2 separate regions of the Zea mays genome follow, and region 1 is linked to region 2. A link is a contact called in public Hi-C data. All regions are on one chromosome and are shown on one strand. The core of a region is the stretch at or near the end of the contact, and the rest is flanking DNA. Distances in the headings are between cores, read along the strand shown.

The links. A called contact is a pair of places that touch in the nucleus more often than the background predicts.
Region 1: a contact with region 2 is called in a Hi-C map of ear, with 5 times the contacts expected there. The contact joins the promoter of LOC103650791 here to the promoter of LOC100276337 in region 2. A contact is called at or near these places in 7 of 25 Hi-C or Micro-C datasets (bundle sheath, ear, leaf and 1 more).

What each region holds. Positions count from the first base shown.
Region 1 is chr3:156,214,100-156,218,984 of Zm-B73-REFERENCE-NAM-5.0, reverse strand. LOC103650791 (probable potassium transporter 2) reads right to left here and starts at 3,202. Exons shown (of 9, transcript XM_008676357.2): 1 at 2,966-3,202; 2 at 2,176-2,413; 3 at 1,679-1,927; 4 at 1,512-1,562. The coding sequence starts at 3,007. LOC103650790 (serine/threonine-protein kinase SAPK3) reads right to left here. Exons shown (of 4, transcript XM_008676356.2): 4 at 4,676-4,885. The coding sequence ends at 4,821.
Region 2 is chr3:156,002,117-156,006,541 of Zm-B73-REFERENCE-NAM-5.0, reverse strand. It overlaps LOC100276337, which reads right to left and starts at 2,632. Exons shown (of 1, transcript NM_001363955.1): 1 at 2,046-2,632. The coding sequence starts at 2,512. The coding sequence ends at 2,360. LOC103650786 (neurofilament heavy polypeptide) reads right to left here. Exons shown (of 2, transcript NM_001351638.1): 1 at 3,625-4,425; 2 at 2,980-3,489. The coding sequence ends at 3,329. It overlaps LOC103650787 (a long non-coding RNA gene), which reads left to right and starts at 1,557. Exons shown (of 3, transcript XR_002268129.2): 1 at 1,557-1,795.

The DNA of each region.
Region 1 (4,885 bases), core at 1,953-4,452, 210 kb before region 2:
TGCGCGGGAGTGTCGTCGAGGATGTGGCTGTCCAGGGAGTATTTGCCAGTGACGAGAAGGAACTCATCACGCCAGCGAGTGTAGTTGTTGTTGGCGAGGTCGAGGACGACGTGAACGAGGCTCCGGATGTTTTGCACAGCGACGGCCTGGGAGTGGAGGTTGACGATCGCAGCAGCCTCGTGAAGGAGGATGGCGTCGTGGAGGCCCTTGTCATCACCACCCGCTGGATCAGAGTGGTGGGACTGAGTGTCGTCGACAGGGCTGCCATCGGCGGCAGTCTGAGCAGCAAGGGCGCGTGCATGGGCTGCGCGCTCGAGCAGCGCGAACCCGGGCGGCAGCAACATCGCGCTCCTGGGCCGCGGTGGCCGCCTCCTGCTCTGCCTGAAGGGCTTGGGCGAGAGCAGCATCACGCCTAGCAGCAGCTTGGAGGCGAGCTTCATGCTCTGCTGCGGCCTGGGTCGCAGCGTCGTCGAGGAGGGGTGGCTGTTCCAGACCAGCCATGGCCAGGGGAGGGCGCTGCCTGGATGGCGCGCAGAGGGAAGAAGAGGGCGCAGCCAAAACGTGGCGCGCAGGGGGAGGAAGGCGGCGCAGCTAGAGGTCTGCGCGTGAGGGCAGCGGAAGGAGGATGTGAACTTGAACTCGTGATACCATGATAGCAAGATAATTGCTGTCTATATTGATTGATGAATAGAGTAGTACAGGCGCACATATATATAGAGGGACAGAGAGGTGGGAGATCTCAGGTTTATAGAAACAGTACCCTGAGATCTCCTGGAATGGAAGGAAACAATCACTGCCCCTAAATGGGAGGATTGAATCCATATCTTCCTATATGCGGCTGTAGCTAGAAAGGCAAGGATGCCTGCACATGTATGGTAGGGTATCCTGCGCCTATATGGTAGGAGACACAAGTCTGATATATCAGCTAACAATGGACACTACTTGACCTTCCAAACTAACATCTCCTTTCTCATATGTAGTAATGTCAAAGATAATATCATATATTCGGCTTTAGTTCTACTGAGTCTAAAACCTTTGGACTCTAGAGTCTCTCGCCATGACTCTAGTTTCCTATTTACTCCTGCCCGACTTTCATCAACTAGACTATGCAAAAAGCATACACCAAGGGATATCCCTTATATGTCCCTTGTGACCTTATTCATCACCAAGACAAAAAAAGGTAGGGCTCAAAATGATTTGATGTAGTCATATTCTAATCAGGAAGTCATCCATGTCTTCATCACTTGTTCAAACACTAGTCACAACATTGTTGTACATGTCCTTAATTCTAAAACAAATTTATATAGTTCTATGATAATAATTCTAAAATGCATAGTTTTGTGATAATTTTGAGAACCCAAATATAGCCCTTTGAAATTTCTTCTACTATTTATCAAACAAATTTACAAATTGACATAAATTTGCAACTGCTGGTACTCCCACAAAAACCAGGTGTGTTTTCAATATTTTTGCATCAAGAGTTATGAGTTCACGAGATGATTTGTACTTACTATGCTTTAAACCAGTAGCTCGAACTTGTAATCCAGACATAGATGAGAGGACTGCAAGAAAAGAACAAGCAGAATGAAGCATGATAAAAATATATAGAAAAGGTTGATAACTGCAATTTTGCTCAACATGAGAGGAAATCAAATAGATTATTGTGGTAAGTATCCACCTGAGATTGCTGGGGTGAGGACACCATCACCAATCACCATGCTAGCGCCACAGAGAACTATGAGAAGAAGCACAACTCTCATTTTTTTGTGCTTCTCCAGAAACCTTCTTAACCAAGGTGAAGATCCATTGCTAGGTGCAAACCCATTTCTGTAGTATGAAGATAGTTCCTCATCAGCTGCTTGTTGATTTGGCAGCAAGCTGAGTTTTGTATGCCTGCAAAGAAGCGAATAGAGAGCAAATGGTCCGCCTACAAAAGTGTAGGCAGCCCTTAGTCATTTGTAAGCTACAAGTGCGAAGATAGGCCTTCTTTCAGAAGATACATTAAGGGATATTATTCATTTAATATAAGATTTATTAGGACGATAAACAATATAGCCTTAATTTTTCTTGCATATCGTTGCTAGCCGATATACATGCTGGATTACAACAAACTAATCCCACTCCATCCAGGCACATGAAAAGACAGGGGATGTTAAGAAAGAGATTTATAGGCACCTTCACCGTTATCATCAGCACTCAGCACAATAGTGACATACTTCAGCAAAGGAATCAGAGTGAAGGTCCAGAAGATGAGGGAAAGCACACCGAACACTGTCTCCTCATCTTGGTACTGATTGAGCTTTCCAGAGAATGTGCTTTTATAAACGTAAAGAGGCGATGTGCTTAGGTCACCGTAAACAACACCAAAGCTCTGGTAAGCCAAAAGCAATAGATTCATGTAGTACTGCCTCCGCTGAAATTGCAAGGCAGAACGACATCCGTTAGGAACCATGCTCCGCATATTCAAAGCAGCGCTCTAAAATAGTAGTAGCACAATGCTCGCTCTAAAGTAGCAGTAGCACAATGCTCGTTAATTACGACTGTTTATATATAATAACAACATGGTGATATAGAATATACGTCCATATCTGCTTAACATCAGTGATACCCCGGTTAAAATCAAAACGCATAAGCTGGTCTCGAGTTTCAGCTTCCTGCTCCACCATTGTCACCACGACAGAACCGAAACATTTGAGTAATGTACCCTTTACATTGGAACCTAGGGGGAGGAATGAATCAGGCAAGACAGAGAGATCGATCTAATCCGCACCGGAATCCCCTAAATCCGACCCCCCGGACAACCCCGATCGCGACGCGGGCACACGCACAGACCACCGGGGTGGGCGGGCACGGGCCGTTCGATGCCCACCCCGAGGTCGACCAACATCAATGTCTCCACCAACGACAGGCAAGGAGGAGGAGAGCGGAATCACGGCAACGAGAGAATGAGAGATGGCCTCCCTACCGGCAGCTGGTCGGCGCCGGCGACGCCAGCCTCGGCGTCCATTAACTCGATCGGCGGCTGCGTCAGGTCACGAACCTCGCGGGCACGGTGGAGGCGCAGGCCCGAACCAGTGGGTGTGCAGCCTGTTCAAGGAAACAGCCCCCCAGTTCCAATGGTCTCCAGTTCTAGCACATTAGGCTAATAAATCAACTAATCTCTAGGTAAATCTTTATCTCATGAGTTAACTCAGTTGTGTATGGTGTCTTTGTCTTTCATCATGACTATATCTCCATTTTAACATGGGGAATGTCGTTCAAGATTTCATTTTAAAAATAACACTAACAAAATAATACTATCCAAGTAAAATTATATAATACAAAATTGAATAGACAGTTAGATACAATCACATAACTTTTAATATATCATTTTTATCATATTATTATAGCCTATATTAGTGTAATTCTACTTTATAGGTTGATCTTCCGGAATTTTGTATAGAGTCTTAGATTTTGCTGGCCCGATCCTGTGGAGGCGCGTACGCGGAGCGGCGGAGGAAGGGCCTAGGCTATGATGACTGATTCATTAATTCACTCGTTTCTCAATGTGCAATTATTATTTTATCTTATTTTTGTTTATTTATATTCTGATTGAGTCTAGTTTTTATTATAGATGTCCACGCAGCATGACACACATGACAGCCCAATTTGAAGGCCGATTTTTTTTCACGACCCAAACTTGGCTCAGCACAGAGTCCACCATGTCTACCTTGGCGAGAGAGTAAAGACATGTTTAGTAACTTAGCATATTTTGTATAACTTTTTTTTGTCTAAAGTTAAGAGCTTAACTAACTTGCTACACTTTATCTATTTTTTTCTATCTAAGGTTAGTTATTCAATTCGGGCGATTAATATTAGACAAAATGTAGCATAGTTAGTCACGAACCAAACATACCCTACTTCTTTAATTCGGACGACTAACTTTAGGTAAAGTGTGGCACAGTTAGTCACGAACTAAACAATCCTTAAGTTATGTCTCAGTCTTACCATCGTGCTGGCTTAAGCCACCTCTAACCATTCCCTGCCACCATATTCTTCCTCAATCAGTACTTTCTATTATACTAGGTGAGTGCCCGTGCGTTGCAATGGAAACACATAATAACGTAACGTGGTCTGAAACAGATATAGAGCTGCAAAGATGGGTCCAGGAAATGAGACGAACACAGATCCGAATTTCCCATGATAGTGAAAATGACCCATGATTATTATAGAAAAACATAAGTATTCACATTCTAAGATATAAAATAGCATAAGAGTGGAACGAGGGCGTCCACATTGTCCGTCTCGTGGGCCTCGCTCCTGCCGCTCAAGCACGAAAGAAGCCCCAGCGTCGCGTTCTGGCCCTCGACACCATCCGCGATATGACCTCTCTATAATATATTTTGGCTTCTGTCATGATCGACGCTTCGTTTTATCTTTAATTTTCTGTAGTAGCTGATTATAATGTAATATTATTTATAAATTAATCATACTTAAATATCCATGATACTTATTTGGTATCATAATTAGTATTATTTTATTATATAAATTTAATCATACTTAAAACTACTTTGATCTCTCTAAAAAATAAAATTATTTAAACCGTTTTGGAACATAGAATTTGGGACAGAGTATATCAGTGCACACTAGTTTATCTGTACAAGGCAATCTGCAATTGTACAATATTGTACATACTTTTATTATACAAACAGAGTAAAGAGTGCAATACAACATCCGTCATCACACGCACGGGTTAAGCTCGGGCGCTCGGCGGCGCCATGTCTGCAGCACAAGGACTGGACACCATGACTGAGCAGCTGCTGAGCTGCATGCAGGAGCGATCAGTAGGTGCCATCGGTGTCTGCCTCTTCCTCGTCGCTCTCCAGCTCTGCCATCTCGGCCAGCA
Region 2 (4,425 bases), core at 1,383-3,882:
GTCAAACCCTAGCAAGAAAAAAACAGATGAGGGGGGAGGGGGAAGAGTCGCCGCCGTCGCCGTGTCTACTCCAACCCCAGCACGACGAACCCTAGCAATGGGAACCGGAGTAGGGTGGAGGGGGCGGGGGAGGGAGCGCGCTTACCTTTGGGGCGCCGATGGAGGGAAACCGGAGTCCAAAACCAGCTGTCGCCGGAGCACGCGGGCGAGTGGGGGAAGGTGGAGATTTGGGGGAGGAGGAGAGAGCGTGAGATGTGAAGGAAGAAGACACAGAGAGGATACGAGGAGAGAAGAACCACCTGCTAGAAGCATCTACACACGGCGCACGGGAGAAAATGCCACCAATGATCAACGATCGAACAACCAAAAAATTCGCTGATGTAGACGATTGTGGGAGCAGATTTCCTTTCTGCTTTAATAATAAGGAAATTACTCATACTTAAAGAAAACCTCAATAAAATAGGAAACGTAGAACTGTATATAACATTGTTTATAGAGTAAAGTTTAAAATAAAGGATAAGATACGATAGAGATAGGGCATCTATTGGAGATACCCTCGGTGAAAACTGGTAAACCATTTGCGCCAATATGCACTTCGTATTTATCAGTGTTAGTTGCAGTCAGTGGTTCTTTTGAATCTACATGTTCTCCAATTAATTTGGTTTTCTTTGTCTTCATCTTTGTACTAACTCTTATACAGAAGTGGTGTCGTATATGTAATATGTCGCAGTCAGCATATTGTTTTAGTGGGCCTATACGGTGGCAAAGTGCCTTTTAATAGCCAATAATGGTAAATCTCTTATCTAAGGAATATTATATTATATTCAAAGGCTCCAAATAGACGGGGTATGATGGTATGTCAGGAATGGTGCTATACTGTGAACCACAATTTCTCTTAGGTCCCATTTGAATGCTTGAAATTGAATTTCATTTTAATAATAGTAATTTAGACATATCAATTAAGCTAATATGATTTTATAAAAAAAATATTTATATAACATTATTAGTAAGATGTCGAATATATTTATGTGGTATATTTTTACTATAGATGAGTGAGCTAAAGAGCGTATAAGTTGCAGAGTAGAAACATATTCAACTGATACATAAAATTATTTCACATTCCCTGTTTCATGAATTTGAGATAGTGTTATATCTGAAATTTAGAAAGTGGTGGAATGTAAAAAATCCAAACTAAATAGGTTACATTATTAAGTAAATTTCAATTCCTAAAAATAAATATAGTGGTTTCGTTTATATGTAATCGATTTGTATTAATATTTTATCGAATAATTTGTACGAAACACGATCACAGTCACAACTTTTGAGCTCTGATGATGAGTTGATGACATCAGATCCGTCCTCCCGAGTCCCGAGCTATCCGCCATTATTTATAAGCATTGCAAATTAGCAATATGACTATTTTGCACAAAACTCCCTGGAAAAGTGTAGTAAGAGACAGTTTGCGAAATAGCCCCTCTGCGCACTGGTTGGTGCTCCCTTCTCCTCCGGCGACGGCAACCCCGCCCCCCCCCCCCCCCCCCCCCCCCCCCCCCCCCGGCCCCTTCGCGGCGAGTGGGCTCCCGTTCCTCCTCGTAGTCCTCTACAGCCCCTTCCCAGCCGTGTTCCGGGCCGCTGCGCCACGGCGCTACCACGCCAGAGAAGGGGAGGACAGGGTCGACAAGGAGGAAGAAAGGAGTCGCCTGGGTTGCCGCGGATCATGAGGAGGAGGAGGAGGGATGGATACGGGGACTAGATCGGAGCGCGAGGTCGCGGACCATCGGTGTCCCAGGTCCAGGTGATCGATGCTGCTACGTTTGCCCGCTTCCTTATGAACTTGAACTACTTTTATTTTGCAACTGCTACTGTTCATCGCCACACATAATAAAAAGTAGCTTTTGAATCTTTTGTATCATCGAATCATGCTAAAGTAGCACAGATCGACTGAGCCTAATAAAAAGAAGGTGTATCACGGACCGATCAATGCAATTCATGAACCACTCGTCCCTTGAAAACTTCACACACAAATAAAAATAAAATCTTTCAGATACCAAGTCAACAAATTCCAGTAGTCAATTAATTTTTTACCAACAGACAGACTCTCGGATCAGGTTACAGACCGACCAGCCTTATGCAGTAGTCACATTGATTTACCAATAATAACAGAACGCTTTTACATACAAACAAACAATCCAGCATGATTTATTGTATACTCCACAACTCGGACTCGAATTGAACTCCACGTCTGATGCCTACCTCGGCGCCCATCGCAGAGCAGAGCAGAAGATTGATCCTTTCCTCCCTACCTCGAAGAAGGCTGAAGCTCGACGGCGTGTGCCACCGCCACCGCGTCCGTCCTGTCCTAGCAGTAACGGGGGTAGTAGGCGACGCAGCGCCTGCGGCGGGGCGGCGTGCACAGCATGAGCAGGAGCAGGGCGAGGACGACGGTGACGAGCAGCCCCAGGAGGTTGAACGCCGGCTCGTCGTCTTCCTGGCTGCAGCACAGCTTGCCCATGCTACTAGCTGTTGCAAAGCTCGGTGGGATGGTGAAGGAGGCGAGGGAGGGAGAGGGGGCAATTAAAGCCTTGCCCCCCGGCTGTGGAATTTCTCTTTGTGTCAACGACTGACTGTGGGATGGATGGAAGGAAGGTCTTTCTATTCTCTGGTAGACATGGTATGTCCGATTGATATGAATCTTCTGGGTGCTTTCAGGCTTCTTTGTTTTTTTTTGGGGGGTGGGGTGGGGGGGGGTGTTGTGGCTGTGTGGGGTTAGTTGTTGAGCCATCGCTGTCCGCTTTTCCTGTGCTGCAGCCTGCAGCAGTTGGTCCGTCTGCTGGTTGAACATGAGACGACTCGCTCAACCAGTCGGTCTCCGCACCAAACTAGTGCCACTACCACCCAATCAGGCTACAGGCACGTCTGCTCAGATTCATCTTCTTCTGACCTGCACTTTCGTTTCCAAGTGTTAGAATTTGATTTGATCGCGTATTGGTACCGCGATCAGCGCTGGCACCATGTGTGCTCATAGCACTGGTGTCCTATTAGCATTTGCATATAGACTTTTGAAGCCGACCTGCCTCTCCTTGGTTTCGAACAACAACGCAACAAACTCGTCAACAACAACTACCTCTTGCCAACTACTTCGAAACCACATGGTCAGTACGTACCGATGTTGAAGAACCAGGGCGTGTTGGACATGACAACGACGCGTACGCCATACATGTTCAAAAAAAAAACAAAGATGCACTAGAGGCTACTACTACTGGAGCGGCCACCGGCAGCAGCCTGCCTTTCCATCGGTGTTCGTGTTCTCCTTAATTATTCTCTGGGCTCAAGAAGACGACGACGCGCTTACAGGTAGAGCGGAATCCTTGTCATCACTGCCGCTCTTCTTCTCAGCTGGGATGCCTGGGTGATCATCCGGTGTCTTCTCCTCGGTGGTTCTGGCCTCCTCCTCCTCCAAATCCATGGGTTCTTTCCCATCCGGTTCCCCTGCACACGGGACGAATGGGTTAAGGATGGCAGCAGCCAGCAGCCAGAAGGCGGCTACTTGTTGCTTTGGCCCAGAGCAGATCAACTGCCATGCATGAGTTCATGCCAAAACAGAAGAAGAAAACCCAGCCATACCGCCGTCCTCGTCTCTCGGTCTCGAAGGTGCAATGGGTTTCCCCTCGTCTGGCTCTTTGCTGGAGACGTTCTCCCCAACTGTGTCCGCCGCACTCCTCTCCTCCTCCGCTTTGATCTCCTCGACAGCTTTGGTTAGCAGCTGCTCGACAGCAGTAGGATCGGGCAGGTCCGCGTCATCGTCTACCTCATCATTATCTTCAGAAGGTTCGGACTGCCCTGCCTCCTCCTCATCCTCTTCGGCTTCTGTTGCGCCATCAGCTTCGGCCGTGCCCTCCTCGTCATCAGAAACAGCAGGCTCATTTTCCGCCTCATCATTGTCCTTCCAATGCTCATTTTCTTCTTCCTCCTCCTCCTCCTCCAGTGCAACCGGTAAGCTGACAAATTCGTCGTCCATGGTCATCGGGGAAGCTGCGGAGGCAACACTGTCGTCGTCGTCCTTGGTCGTTGCAGGCCGGGCAGGCACAAAGGAAACGCTGTGGCCACCCTTGGTCACACTCACAGGGGCTAGCGGTTTCGCCAAGGTGACACTGCCATCGTCCTCTGCCACCACGGCGCCCACGACGTCCTGGACCTTGGCTGCCGGTGCAGCCGCGGAGGTAACGCTCTCGTCGTCGTCCTTGATCACAGGGGAAACTGGCACTGCGAACGTGACGCTCCCATCCTCCTCGGCCACCACGGCAACCACGTTGCTGCTGGTCGTGGGGGCGGCGCCGGCGGCGGCAGTCGCGAACTTAACGCTCCCGTCGTCGTCCTTGGCCTCGGCGTCATTGACTCGTACCTTGAAGGTGACGCTGCCGTCCT